Linked DNA regions of Mus musculus: regions 1, 2, 3 and 4 are each linked to region 5. A link is a contact called in public promoter capture Hi-C data. All regions are on one chromosome and are shown on one strand. The core of a region is the stretch at or near the end of the contact, and the rest is flanking DNA. Distances in the headings are between cores, read along the strand shown.

The links. Promoter capture Hi-C pulls out the DNA fragments that hold promoters and counts their contacts.
Region 1: a contact with region 5 is called in a promoter capture Hi-C map of hippocampal neurons, with 5 times the contacts expected there. The contact joins the promoter of Zfp185 here to the promoter of Fundc2 in region 5. A contact is called at or near these places in 2 of 39 promoter capture datasets (hippocampal neurons and pre-B cells).
Region 2: a contact with region 5 is called in a promoter capture Hi-C map of pre-B cells, with 7 times the contacts expected there. The contact joins the promoter of Nsdhl here to the promoter of Fundc2 in region 5. A contact is called at or near these places in 3 of 39 promoter capture datasets (erythroid cells, liver and pre-B cells) and 1 of 9 other capture datasets (adipose tissue).
Region 3: a promoter capture Hi-C map of pre-B cells shows a contact between it and region 5, with 8 times the contacts expected there. The contact joins the promoter of F8a here to the promoter of Fundc2 in region 5. A contact is called at or near these places in 4 of 39 promoter capture datasets (the C10 cell line, cranial neural crest, erythroid cells and 1 more).
Region 4: a contact with region 5 is called in a promoter capture Hi-C map of pre-B cells, with 13 times the contacts expected there. The contact joins the promoter of Prkx here to the promoter of Fundc2 in region 5. A contact is called at or near these places in 2 of 39 promoter capture datasets (embryonic stem cells and pre-B cells) and 1 of 115 datasets of contacts at active chromatin or transcription factors (large pre-B cells).

Annotation. Positions count from the first base shown.
Region 1 is chrX:72,986,021-72,988,720 of GRCm38.p6, reverse strand. It overlaps Zfp185 (zinc finger protein 185), which reads right to left and starts at 1,382. Exons shown (of 19, transcript NM_009549.3): 1 at 1,202-1,382.
Region 2 is chrX:72,917,269-72,919,968 of GRCm38.p6, reverse strand. Nsdhl (NAD(P) dependent steroid dehydrogenase-like) reads right to left here and starts at 1,448. Exons shown (of 8, transcript NM_010941.3): 1 at 1,276-1,448. It overlaps Cetn2 (centrin 2), which reads left to right and starts at 1,625. Exons shown (of 5, transcript NM_019405.6): 1 at 1,625-1,655. The coding sequence starts at 1,653.
Region 3 is chrX:73,226,907-73,229,606 of GRCm38.p6, reverse strand. It overlaps F8a (factor 8-associated gene A), which reads right to left and starts at 1,301. Exons shown (of 1, transcript NM_007978.3): 1 at 1-1,301. The coding sequence starts at 1,291. The coding sequence ends at 146.
Region 4 is chrX:77,794,648-77,797,347 of GRCm38.p6, reverse strand. It overlaps Prkx (protein kinase, X-linked), which reads left to right and starts at 1,409. Exons shown (of 9, transcript NM_016979.2): 1 at 1,409-1,800. The coding sequence starts at 1,644.
Region 5 is chrX:75,381,040-75,383,739 of GRCm38.p6, reverse strand. It overlaps Fundc2 (FUN14 domain containing 2), which reads right to left and starts at 1,341. Exons shown (of 5, transcript NM_026126.4): 1 at 1,289-1,341. The coding sequence starts at 1,307. It also overlaps a transcript of F8 not described here.

The DNA.
Region 1 (2,700 bases), core at 133-2,632, 2.4 Mb after region 5:
TGGTTCTGTTCCTTCCAATCTTGTAGTGAGTGGGCTGAAGGCGATGGACAGCACATTCTCGAAAGGCCTCCAGTAAGTTGTACCTGTACCCTGGAGATCTGTTGGCACCCACCCAAACTGGCACTGTTTGTGCAGAAGAGCCAGTTGAGGCCATGGGAAAATAAGAACTTCATAAGCTTCCTACTGCAGCTCTCCAGTTCAGAGCCCCTCACCATTATTCAGGTTTATCAGCCTGTGGAAACCTGCTTCCTGCCCATGACTAGAAATCCAAAGAACCATGAGAGCAAGACAAGACCAAGAGCAGGTGTCACCACCTACCTTAATGTCAAGAGTCAGTACCAATGGCTTGTGGAGAACACAACTCCCAACATACTTTATAGACTCCACAGCCTTGGAGGGGAAGGTGGGCCTGATAGGCTTCTCCTTTTACTCAGTGGAGCTGCCAGGTGCCACAGTACAGAAGGAAGTGGCATGGCCGACAGGAGGATCTGCGTTTCCAACCTTTCTCAGAGGCCAAGCTATCACTAAGCAGTTGCAAAGAGGATGAGGCTATTGGCTCTCCCCTGCTCCCACACAAACAATCCAGTTACAGAGACTGTGCACAGCAGATCCCGCTGATAACACCACAGTGACACTTGATTCGGCGCCTTCTGTCTGAGTATGAGCAGCTCCCTTCCCAGCCCTGAGGTCGCCCAGTGACCAGTACATGTCTATCACAAACCACCATTAAGTCCCTTTGCTCTGGGCTCCAGGCCAGTGAGGGGATTATTGAGTAAGCTTGCCTCTGTACCTCAGTTTCCTCATCTATAAAATGGGCACATTTTACTAAGGATGTGGAATTCTGTGATGCTTGCAACACACCAATTCTAGGCTCACCCTGCCCCATCCCCGCTGGCAGTCTACTAACAATCGGTCTCATCCACAAATGAGTAGGTCAGAGGGACTAGACCAGCCAGAGAGCCACCTGCTTTTGTTGGACACTCTGAGGAACGTTGCCTGTCTCTTCACTCGCGGTGAAAAGCAGAAACCGAGGGCACTGCCTCCCTGACGGGATTCCGAAGAGGGATGCTTGGAGCGAGTATGAATTATTGGTAGGGAAACTGAGGCCCTGGCTTGTGTCCAGGAGGACACGAACTGGGTGCTCCTTGTAGCCTCCCGGTGGTCGAGCCACTTCTTTAGGACGGCGACTCAACAACCCTACCTGGTACAGGTGCCCGGCTTGTGTGACGGGCAGAGGGTCGGACAGGCGTGGTGCGCGGGCTCCCTCGGGTGGGCAGCACTGAACCCAGCCGGGCCGCGTCAGCGGGCGCGGGAAGCGGTACGCAGTGGGAAGCGCGCGGGGCAACGAAGAGGCACGGACTGGGCTCCGCCCGCCCGAGAACAAACAGGTTTTCTCCGGCTGCTGGGAGCCTCGCCCCTCGCCCCTCCCCTCGGCCGGCCCCCTTCCTCTGCCCTCTCCTGGGGTAGGTAGATGCGCCTGGCACATTCCGCACATTCTCCAGCCGGTGTCCTCGGTCCTCCCACCCCTTCCCTGCTCCGCCCAATGGAGCTGCTGGAGAAATCAAGGCTGGGGCTCCCCTCACCCAGCTCAGAGCGAGCTCCAAAAAGTTTTGCCGCTATGGAAAACTTCCAGGCTAATTCCTCTGGGCTCCCAGCCCTGGGGCCAGGAGGACTCCACCACATGAAGGGCCCTCGCTGACTAGTGGCGTCCCTGCCTGCGCCCGGCGAGATCTGGCCAGGCTCTGGGCCAACGACTTCCACAGATGCTGGCGGGTCAGTTCTGTCGAGAACTACTGTGCCTAGATCCATTTTACAGATGGAGATCCCAGACAGGGGCGGGGAAAGGACCAGGCTTGGGGGCAGGGGGGTGCGGACTGATGGCTGAGATCATGCAGGAAGTCAGGCATAGGAGAAAAAAGTGAGCAAGAAACTTCTGTCTGGCGCCTGGGAAAACTTGTACCCTGGAAGGTCATTTTTGGAGCCGGCAGGTAGGCAAAACAGGACTACCTCTCAGGGCATGTCGGAAGACACACACATTCGGTTTAATAAATGACATTCATTCACAGTTTTTGGATATGTAATGTGTGAAAGGCACGAAGTGTGAGAATGTAGTAGGGGTGTCGAACATCCAACAAAGGCTCCTAACCCTCACTGTGAGGTCAGAGAAGTCCTTTCAATAGAGGAGAGAGTTAAGCCAGTGTGCACAAAAAATGATCAAAATGATAGACTACAAAAGAAAGAAAAAGAAAAGATAAAAGGAAGGAAGGAAGGAAGAAAGAAAGAAAGAAAGAAGGAAAGAAAGAAAGAAAAAAAGGAAGGAAGGAAGGAAGGAAGAAGAAAGGAAAGGAAAGAAAAGAAAAAAAAGGAAAAAAGAAAGATTAAAGTCCTGTTGCCAATTTTACAGCAGTGGCCCTCAAATCTACTCACTGTCGTGTTTTCCTGTGACTTATCGCCCTTCCCATTTCAGCCATCACACAGTATGCATGCAGCTTCACTGGGTATATGACCAGATGCTAGCTGCTTAGAGCGCTTTCCTACAGCTTCTGGTTGTTGTTGGAATGAAAGCAGATGCTTTTAGAAGGCCTAATGTTTGACTGTGTTCAACCTCTGTCTGTAAGACCAGCCACCCCAGCACTCCACTGTAATCTCCCCGGCTTCCCCATGTCTTCTGACTACTTCTGTGCCCTCATACCTCAGACC
Region 2 (2,700 bases), core at 199-2,698, 2.5 Mb after region 5:
AGCAATATGAGGGGCCCAGGTACAAAGTAAAGAGAGTGATTACCTTTACAGAGAAGGTGACAATAGCTGAAGACCAATACTAGGCTTGCTGGTGCATACCTTTAATCTAAGCACTCAGGAGGCAGTGGCAGATGGATCCCTGTGAAGTTTGAGGGCATCCTGGTTTACATAGTGAGTGCCAGGTCAGCCAGAATTACAGAGTGAGACCCTATCTCAAAACAAAAAAATTATATCTACCTGTGAAATTTTCTCAAAGAATTAATCAAAATACTAAAAAATTTTAAAAAGTTCATGGGACTGGGTAAGGTCAGTGAAGGAATGTATCAGCCGCAAAAATAGTGCCCTGGGTGAGAGTGAGCCAGAGGGGGAACAGTGTGGGTGTGATGGGAGAAGGAGGAATTTCATGGCAGGCTTTGCAGATTATGGTGAGAACTCCAGCTCATACTGCTGAGGAAGGGCTGAGGAGGAACAGAGAAAACAGAGGACAATTCAAGGACGGAACTGTGAGAACTCAGAGGCTGGATATGGGGGATTGTTGCTGCAGTGAACAAAGGAGCCAAACAAGACACAAAAGTTTTGAAGCCGGTTCCTGGCTTAAAGGAAAGAGGGCAAAGGGCCTATATTACATTTATGGGGAGCTGTTAAGTCTCAGGCCTTTCTCAGTTTGAGAGACTGATACTGTGCCCTTAAAGTCCCTAAACTGATTTTCTTTGCTTTGAGGGACGTAGAACATAGAATCTGTGTTCGACCCTGGGCCTTCATTACTCCTGGCACAGCTCCAGGTAGCCCCAACCCGTTGTGCACTTTGCCCTTTAATTCTCTTTACATTCCATACTTCCAAAACTCCTGTGGCTTTGCTTTCAAGGGAGTCTCATTCAGGAATGCTCCTTCCCATGTGACTTGAGTGTCTGTACGTCTAACAGGACACATTTTGATGAGTTTTGAAGATCTAAAAGTCCCCAGCCCATTCCCCTGAGAGCTAAAGTGACTCTTGTAGAGCTAATGTAAAGACAAAGCCTCATGTGGATTGGGTTTCTAAGCCCCAGCCCTGTGAACCACTGACACAATACTCAGCATGCCCACTCCAGTTTCGAGGTCTCAGCTTCTCCTGGCACAGTCACCCCTCCAAACCATTTGGTCATATCTTGCTGGCCCCTCAGATGTTCTGTGTCCCCCAACTCGGTTTTAAAATGGGTCCCACCCATTCCCTCCTACTTCCTCCAGGCTCTGTCACCCACACGCAGCAGCCTCTAAGGGCAAGCCCGCAACTCTTACCCGGTTTAGACACTCAAATGATCGACCTCAGCTTGCAGACAACCGGCAACCAGAGAAGTCTGGCTGAACACCCGCCACCCTTTTCTACTGATAGATATGAGCCCACAATCAGCAGAGCTTCCTTCATAATGTTGATTGGTCTAGCTTGGCTCTGGCGCAACCAATTGACGCTCACAGCATGATTTTGCCCAATGAGGCTAGTCTTTGGCTGCCGACGCACCGCCCTCTTGCTCTTGGGCGAGTTTTGCCAGGTTAGCCCCACCTCTTCGTTCCCAAACCAATGGGAAGCGGGCTGTGCGCGCGTGGAGCAGTGGGAACGCCGCTGAGGCTGCGAGTACGCCGTTGCCTTAACAACCGGTGGCAGAGTCCGTTGGGTGATGGTAAGTGCTAGGGATTCGGTGGACCCCACGCGGCGTCCCCGGTCCTTTCCTAGGCCTCGGTGCAGCCTTGCTACCTTTCTTGCACGGTTCTTGGCGTTGACGCACTAGTTCTTCCTTGGAGCTGTGTGCCGGAAGGGTAGAAGAGAAAGTACAGCCGCCAGCAGCTTGCCTTGCCTGCTCTTTCCCACTACCCCCTCCTCGCCCAAGTCACCTTCAGCCACCCCCGCACAAACTGCCTCTGGACCTCCGCTGGCTTTCAGGAAACAGCAGGGTGACCATTCTATTGCTTCCCTTAGACTTCCGCCTCAGTCAAACTCAGGCCTCCTGGCCGCGGCCACCCAGTTAAAGTTTATGCATTGGTGCTAAGAGGTTTACTGTGTTCTGATGGTCGCAAACGCTTTCAGGAGAGGCTGTGAGAAAGCACGCAGGTGCAAATGGTTTGATTTTTATCACTTTGTACCGGCATAATTTTTATCTTAGTAAGTTTACATTTAGCCAAATTTAGGCATAAGTAATTGGAGGAGCAGAGTTCTTGGGAACTGGCACCACAAGTAGATGTTTTAAGTACATTTCTAAAACCGAGAGTACGGAAATCATATACAGTTGATCATCCATAACTGTAATTGGTTTCTCAAAGAGCTTTTGATGATGCTTTTTTAGATTTAAAAATGACTGAAATTGAATCTCCTAAAGTGACACATGGATTAATGGTACAATTGCATGAACTTTCTGTAGTATAAACTTTAAGACAGTGGAGGTCAGAGTTATGTCTTCTCATGAAGGCTATGTTAACACTAGAAATTCATATTCATATATTCACTTGCTCTATGTTGATCTATACAAGAACAAGGAGGAAAATGGTAATATACTATTTTAAAACAAAAACTCTCTTCTATTTGGTGGCTCCCCAATGAAATATAGTTGAATTTAGTCATATGAGACATCACATTAAGACAAATTTACAGTTATATTAGAAAATAACCTCATTATTGCCAATTTCTTTTTTTATAACTTAGTAAAAACTGACATATATAAATTGAAATAG
Region 3 (2,700 bases), core at 52-2,551, 2.2 Mb after region 5:
GCTAGGCACACAAAGCCAAATTAACATGGCAGCAATAGAAATGAAAAGAAAAACAAGACAAAAACAGACAAAAAAAACAGAAGCTAGATCACATGTTTCATCACCTGTCCCCAAAGATAAAACAAGTTGGTAAGAAGGTGACTTATCAGACACCCTGTCCAGAGGGAGAGATGGTTTCCTGCAGAACGAGGTGGAGGAGGTGGTTCTGCTCAGCGGTTAGCAGTGGCCACATCTCCACCTGCAGCTTCTTGATGCCTTCAGTGTCCTTTTCTTGGGCAGCCATGACCAGAGACTGCAATAACAGAAACAGCTCCTCAGGAAGCTGGCCGCTGGTATCCTGGCCATGGCCATCGAAAGCCTCCCAGGAGTACTTCTCCAGGGTCTGGGCATGCTCGGGCAGCAGCTTGGCAGGTGGTGGTTGCAGGAGCAGCAGCAGCAGTACACGGGACACCTCACACCTGACTAGGACGTCAGCAAAGGCACCGAGTGTGCCAGGTGAAGGCGCAACAGAGCCTGGGGCGTGGTCCGGGGGCTGCGGGAGGGGCAAGGTCGAGCCCAAGACAGGTCTCGGCTGGGGTCCCGACAGGGGTGGCTGGGGCCCAGAAGGCGGCTGCGGCAGCAGCTCGAGTTGCTGTACCGGGTGGCCCCCATGCTCCCGTGCCAGGCGTTGCATGCGTGTAAATAGCGCCAGGGCGCCTGTGTAGTCGCGCGCCAACAGCTGGCAGGAGGCAGCATCACCAAGCGCTTGCAGTGCGGCCAGTGGCATCAGGGGCAGGTGCAGCTGGGCAGCCCGCTGAAAGTGACCGGCAGCAGCGGCCGGCTGGCCCACTGCGCGAAGGGCAGCAGCTAGTTCCAGGCACAGTGCAGCAGCGGCGGCAGGCTGGCCGAGCTCGAGGTGCAAGCGCACAGCGGCGCCGAGGGCGCTGGCGGCCGCCTGCAGAGGCTCCCCGTAGGCGGCGGGACAGCCCAAGCGTTGGCGCGCGTCGCACTCCTGCCGCAGGAAAAGTCGGGCCGCCTCTGTGAGGGCCAGCGCTTCCCCGGGCCCATGGAAGAGCGCCTGCTGGCAGCGCGCCACAGCCAGCTGGCACCAGGCAGCATAAGGCAGGCACTCCTGGGCGCGCAGCTCCCGGGCTAGCTGGGCGAACTGCTCCCCGGCCTCGGCCACGTTCGGCTTCCTCAAGAAGCGCTTCTTGAGCTTGTTGGACACCTGCCGATAGCGTGCCAAGAAGTCCCCAGCCTCTGAGCCTGGCCAGGCACCGCCGCCCAAGGAGGACGCAGAGCCCGCAGCCATGTTGACCGGCTAGCCGCGCCGCCTTACTTCCGGTTGAGGGAGGGCTGAGGGGGAACAGCTATGACTAACGCTACGCTGCGCCTAGCCCACAATGGGATCACAATTCATCACCTCCGCTTCCGCCTCAGGCGCCCCAGCGCTCTGCTGTAGCCACAGTGATGTGCAAAGTGCTGTTGAAGGAGGGATATGGAGGACTATAAAAGCCAATCAAGGAAGAAGGGCTGGGTGCCTACCCAAACAGTCCCCGTATGGAATTAAATTCTGCGGGGGTGGGGCTTGAGTGACGCAAATGGAGGGGGCGGGTCCAGTGCCAGTCAAATATGCAAAGGATTTCTCTGCTGCCAGGATTAGCATCGTACCCCTCACTTCCTCAACAAACATGAGACCTGACTGAGCAAGCTAGTACAGGTCCTGCCATGGTGGGAGCCTTTGCTAGTTTACAGCTTATTTACAATCATATACACATTGATATACATATCACCTGCAATCATATACACATTGATTTTGAAAGAGTTTTCATGAAGGATTTTTAGCAGGACATGCACTACCAAAGGCACTTTAAATTAGCTATTGTACATGCATGTGTTTCAATTTATACCAAGTATTTAAAAACAAAGAAGGGATTCCTTTTACTTTATTTTGAACTATCTCAATTAGTCCAAATGATTACCTACCAGAACTTGAACAAAAGGGGGGAGTGTACATTATTAAATTTATATATAAAGGATTATATACTTGCACCTAGTAGAGAATTACGTGCCTGAAAATAATTTGTCAAGATGTACAACAGAAGCTAATTTTCATTTCGCAAATTCTCTTGTCTTCTCCTTAGTTTTTCATGGTGTGATACACTTGGATCCTATCCTCCAAATTCTAAAAAAGCAATCCATTGATCCAAAAGTCAAATGAACTCAGCAAATAAAGGATGTGTTAATTTTCTACTCTTATCGTGAACCAAAAAATAGAATTGTGCATAGCAGACCTATCATTTAAAAGCATCAATGGAGGCCTGAGAGAAAGCTTACTGCTTAAGAGCATTTGTTGCTCTTGCAGAGGACCTGAGTTCATTTCCCAGTAAAACACACAGACACATAAAGAAATAATTTTTAAAAACCATCAATGTCTTGATCAATCTCTCTCTGTCTCTCTCTCCCTCCATCCCTCCTGCCCTCCTGCCCTCCCTCCCTCTGAAAAAAGCCAGTATACCAATTTCTCTCTTAAATGACAACCTATCCCATAGAACAGTGATATATCACATATGTACTTTAGGTTTCAAATGAGTGCATTTATGTATATTGCAAGCAAATGTAAAACAATAAACAACATAATACAGCACATAAATAGAAGAGGCAGGCAGCAAAGTATTATCAAACCAGGCACTTACAACCTTTAGCCAAAAAGACTTAAGA
Region 4 (2,700 bases), core at 160-2,659, 2.4 Mb before region 5:
TTAGCCAGCCAGAGACTACATTTGGGTACTTGGGTTCCAAGTGTACCCTAAGCCTTTCTCAGGGTGAGCTTTTAAAACAGAAACTATGTTCTAGGTTGACATGTTTTAACAAGAACAATTAGCCAGAAGTGGAACTACAGAAACCAAAATGCAAGCTTAGTAGATTTAGAAACTTTCCCAGAACTAAGGGCTTTGATGGACTAGTCTTTTAGTTTTGGTAGGTGGCGCTGTCTTCATTTTGAGTGTTATAACCTGAATGATACTTCCATCATGGAGTCAGCTGTATAAAGTCTGGGGGTCTACTAAGGTCTGGGATCAGGCTACAGTTTTGTCATAGTGTAACCAAACTCAAAATAATAGCAGGCTCTGTGCATTCTGACTAGTGGAGTATCAGGTCCTAGCATGTGTTTATTGAATGAGAAAATGTTCTCAATGTGAAACAATAAAAAAAAATAATAATAAATAAAGCAGCCAGCAGACTTTCTTGTTGCCAAGGTCAGTGTACTTGCCACCTACGGGCATCATCGGGGCAACTGGTTCCGAATGGATGGTCCCCACTTCATTCCTGACTTGGGGCCCTATTGGCCCTGTGTCTTCTAGGACCCAGTGCCTCAAAGCTAGGAGCGGTGCAGTGCAGTGAGCATGCACTGAGCAGCCGGGAGACCACATTCTTTGCATTCCAGGCTCAGGGAAACACCGCCCTCACCTTGCAGGTGGTGGCTGCGGTCTGTGAAGCACCCAGTTCTCAGCACTGCCTACGAGCCCAGGCCTGTTTGAAGCCGCATAACAAGTCCCTGGAAACCCGGTCTACTCAGGAGCCCCAGGGCTCAGGATCAGCAGGTGCTGCAGGGCCACTGAGAGCCCGGGCTTTCGGGAGGGCGGCACTCGGGGACTACAGAACACCAGGAGTTCAATCCCCTGAGATTAAGGAGAAACCGAGAAACCCTGCCCAACCCGGACTCCTTCTGGTGCCTTTACCCACTGCTAAGGCTCTGCTGGTAAATATCCAAGCAGCAGCCGGAAGTTCCTGCACCTCTTCCTTCCCGCTTCCTGCCAAGGGGGAGGAACCAGGCATGCGGTGTGTGTGTGTGTGTGTGTGTGTGTGTGTGTGTGTGTGTGTGTGTGTGTGAGAGAGAGAGAGAGAGAGAGAGAGAGAGACCCATGGTGTGCGTGCGTGTGTGTGTGTCAAGCTGGACCCCGTGGCCCCAGTGCAGCCCCCTCCATTACTTTTACTTTGGTGCAGGTACATCCCATGGGCGTGGGCCCCGCGGGTGAGTAACAATAGGCAGGGTTGGGCCAACGCCGGGCTCCTCCCCGTCGGTTACGCAACAAGGCGGAGCGAGATGAAGGCTCTTCCCCCTCGCGTCATCCAGACACCCCACTCCCCCGCCGTCACAAGCCGGTCGCCGCCCAGCCGGCTTCCGCCGGGAATGAAGAGGGTTGCGGTTGGCTCCGGTCCCGCGGACCCCACGCGCGTCCGTGGAGCCCTCGGGCGACTTCCATGAGCCCCTCCCATCGCTCTGAGACCCGCTGAGTTTGCTTCCATTGTCCTCTCGGCCGCGGGCTCCGGAACACCCGTGCGAGCCCACTGCTGATGCACAGACTGCCATTGCGCCGCTGTCACACCGTGCGTCCCCCGCCCCATGGAGCCGCCCGCTGGTGCCGCGGCGACCGTAAAAGATCCAGACCATGACCCCGTGAAGACCAAGGTCTCGGCGCCCGCCGCGGACCCCAAACCCAGGACATCGTCACAGAAGGCGGGGCACTCGTTACAAGATTGGGACACCATAGCCACCGTGGGTGAGTGAGAACTGAGTAAGAACTTATGTGTGGGGACGCGGCTTGGGAGCGACCCTCAGATTTCTGTCTCCCACACTCTCATTACTGGGCCTCCGGAAACGGGGCAGCCCCACGTCACAGAGCTTTCAGGAGGGTGACTTCACCTTAGGGACTCGGAGGCTCCCTACTGGGGTGCTAGCCACCCTTGGGACACCACGCCCGGCCTCCCTGGCGCTTGCGCACCCGCTCATGCCCAGGATTTCTCGGGATCGCATCCAGCCTCCGCACTGTAGACCCCTGGCGGGACTCGAAGGGACGCGTGACCCCCAAGGGACCCTTCGGGGACGTTTTCCCAGCATCTATTGTGTGCCTGGGTCTCGTTTTTTCTTTAGTGGCTCAAACTTGGTACCCTCGTGACCCCGAAAGTTGCTAGGGAAGCCGGTAGATCCCCAAACGTGCCGGAGTACTGGGGAGGGAGGCTAGGATCTTGCGAATCATGGGCGCCAGCTTCTCAAGTCTGAAGCCCAGGAGTCCCGGGCTTCTCAGCAAACTTGGTCACTAGGACAGTTGTGCCTGGTGTGTTGATGATTAGGAAAGTGTTCCGGGAGGATGGAGGAAGGACAGAGGGAGGGATTGGCGTCCTCCGATCAGCTGTGAGCAGAGATTCTAGAGGCTTCTGTGTTCACCCTGGTGTGGAAGTCAAGTCAGGGTTCAGGACCAGGATGAGGGGCAATAAACACTTTCTCAGCTGAGCAGGTGAGATGTTAAAAAAAAAATGTGTGTGGGTAAAAGGGCTTGCAAGTTTGATCCTGGTTCCCTCTTGGAGGCTGGCTGACACTCGCTGCATCTTGGCTTTTGATTGACTTTTGAGGGAAACTGAGCTGCTTGAATGAATGTCGTTTATTTATGTATCATGTTGTA
Region 5 (2,700 bases), core at 92-2,591:
GGATAGGGGGTTTTCAGAGGGGAAACCAGGAAAGGGGATAACATTTTAAATGTAAATAAAGAAAATATCTAATAAAAAAAAAAAGAAGAAGAAAAAGCCAGGCAGTGGTGGTGCATGCCCGGCAGAGGCAGGCGGATTTCTTAGTTTGAGGCCAGCCTGGTCTATAGATTGAGTTCCAGGACAGACAGGGCTACACAAAGAAACCCTGTCTCAAAAAACAGAGAGAGAGAGAGAGAGAGAGAGAGAGAGAGAGAGAGAGAGAGGATGTTGAATTGACCTAAGTATACACAAAATTAGTTGAATAAGAAGTATAGAAATACATTTACATATACTATTATATCATTTTCCTATCAAGGTACTCAGGTAACTCCACAGTACAAAGCAAGTCCTTTCAATAGTGTTAGAAGCACTAGATATTCATATATATATATTTAAAAACCATATACAATACATTCAACGTATGGCTCTAGTCAAAAGTGGGATTTAGTTGGGTATAGTTCCACGCACTCTAGAGGCTGAAACACAAGGATAGCTGAGTTTGAGGCCAGACTGGACTACACCAAATTATCTGTTGATGGTGGGTGAGATGGGATGGATAACAATTAGAGTCCGCTCATTAAACACTGGTAAACAACATTTACAAGCCTTGTCTATAGGCCCAGGAAAACAACGATAATTATTGTAAGCACTACAATTATGTAAGACAAGATTTCTCAGAAATTTCTAGGTATTCTGCTCAGCAATTGCATCAAGTGTAATGACTGTGAGCTTAATGAATTGACTGACTTAACGTAACTAAAGAAAAGAAAAGAAAACGGACAAAAAGAAAGAAAAAAAGTGCTCCACTGGGATTTTATTTTGAGTGGGCCGACTATATCTCCTACTGTTTTCAAAACAATCAATTAGGAAAGTACCAATGAAAATGAGGACTGTAGGTGTTTGAGAGGCAGTAAGAGACAAAAACACTCCTGTCAGGGAGCCAGATCGCTTCTGAGAACAGTAACTGGATCTCCCTAGGGACACCTCGGTAGGGGCGGCACTGAAAGGCTAGAAGAGCTAGGCAGAGATAACATCCCTGGGTAACTCAAAAGCCAGCTTAAGTATGACCTTGGCCAGATCCCAGAACACCCGCCAGAAAAGTCTCCGCGCTGCCCTATCCAGGTGCTATTGAAGCTCCCTGGGGAGGGAGGAACCCAGCAAGCGACTCAGCATGCAACCAGCAGTACTTCACTCTAAGCGACAAAGGTGATTCCACCCCTGGCCCTTGCGCGCGTGCTCCCGCCTTTACCTTGACTGTTAGCGGCCATTTCGGGGGCGCGGGGGGGGGGGGGACCCTAGTATCGCGATGACACAGCTTCAGACCACGAGACCAGGAACAGGCGTTAGTCATCCGCAGCTGGCTTCCGGCAGGGGGTGGGGGGGCAGATATTTCCAGTCCCTTGGCAGTCGGAGACAGCGGGGCCTGGTCCCATTAGACATCTTTCCTGTCCTGGAGCAGCTGCTACAACCACCTCAGCTGCAGCCCCACACTTGCGCAGAGGAATGAATGCTTGCTACGTGTGCAGAAAGCTTCTCTGCCTTGGTGGTGACAGAGTTTATCTCACCTTTATTTTTTTTAATTTATTTTAGATTTTGCATATTTATGTAAACAATGAACTTATGTTAATTCTGACATTAATTTCAAGGCTGTTTAAGTTCAGGAAAACACATCTTACACTTTTTAAAAGCATTCCAACCACTTAATAATGTACACTTGTATTATGACTGCTGCTTCTTCCGCTTTAAAGTTTTTTTTTTAACTTTGTGTATATGAGTATTTGCATGTGTTTGAGTACAGCACGTGTACGCAGTACCTGAGGCCAAACAGGACTTCCGATCCCTTGGGACTGGAGAGGGGAGTGATACAAATATCTCAATTAGAATTGAGCACTTTATTGCCTCTTATCCTCTGTACATATACTAGTTGTGAGTCTATTAGAAAAAAGAAGATTCTTAGATGAGGAGTGAAAGATCCCCTATTTTATCGGTATAATAGTAAAAAAAATTGGGAGGAGACAGTTTATTTTTGTGTCCATTTAGGAAAGCAGTTCTTCCCTATGACTTAGGCAGCCATGGGGTTTTGGCTTTCTAACAGGTATCGGTTCTATCCTGTGGAGTGGGCCTTAAATACAAACATGAAGTGATTAGTTACTCCTACTATATTTATGCCACTACCATAGCAATGAGGCTATTTTGACATATCAGTCATTATATAGTACCTCACAGGGTTCTTAGATGCTTTGTAAGACTGTCAATAACTTGTCACCCCAAATAGCACACATGTAACCTTCCAGCACTGTGAAATCTTGTCAGTGCCAGCTTGATTTCCCCATGTTTTATGACTCAACTATGTTGTGTCATCAGCAATACGATCTTAACCATGAAGTTCTGTAGATTGCCAAAAAATTGGCAGTACCTTATAATGTTTGGGGGTTTATGGAGCCAACAAACTCCAAAAGAGGTGACCCATTCCTGGCACTGGGCTTTATATTTGTTACCCTGCAGTGTTTAGTAGGGACATTGTCATCCTGATGTAGGGGTAACTCCATTTAAATTCTTATATATGTATACATGTATATTTTATTTAAAAAGCTTCTACAGTAGTAGGTTTTCATATTTTTTTCAAGTATCTTTAGTGTTAATAATCACTACCCATACTCA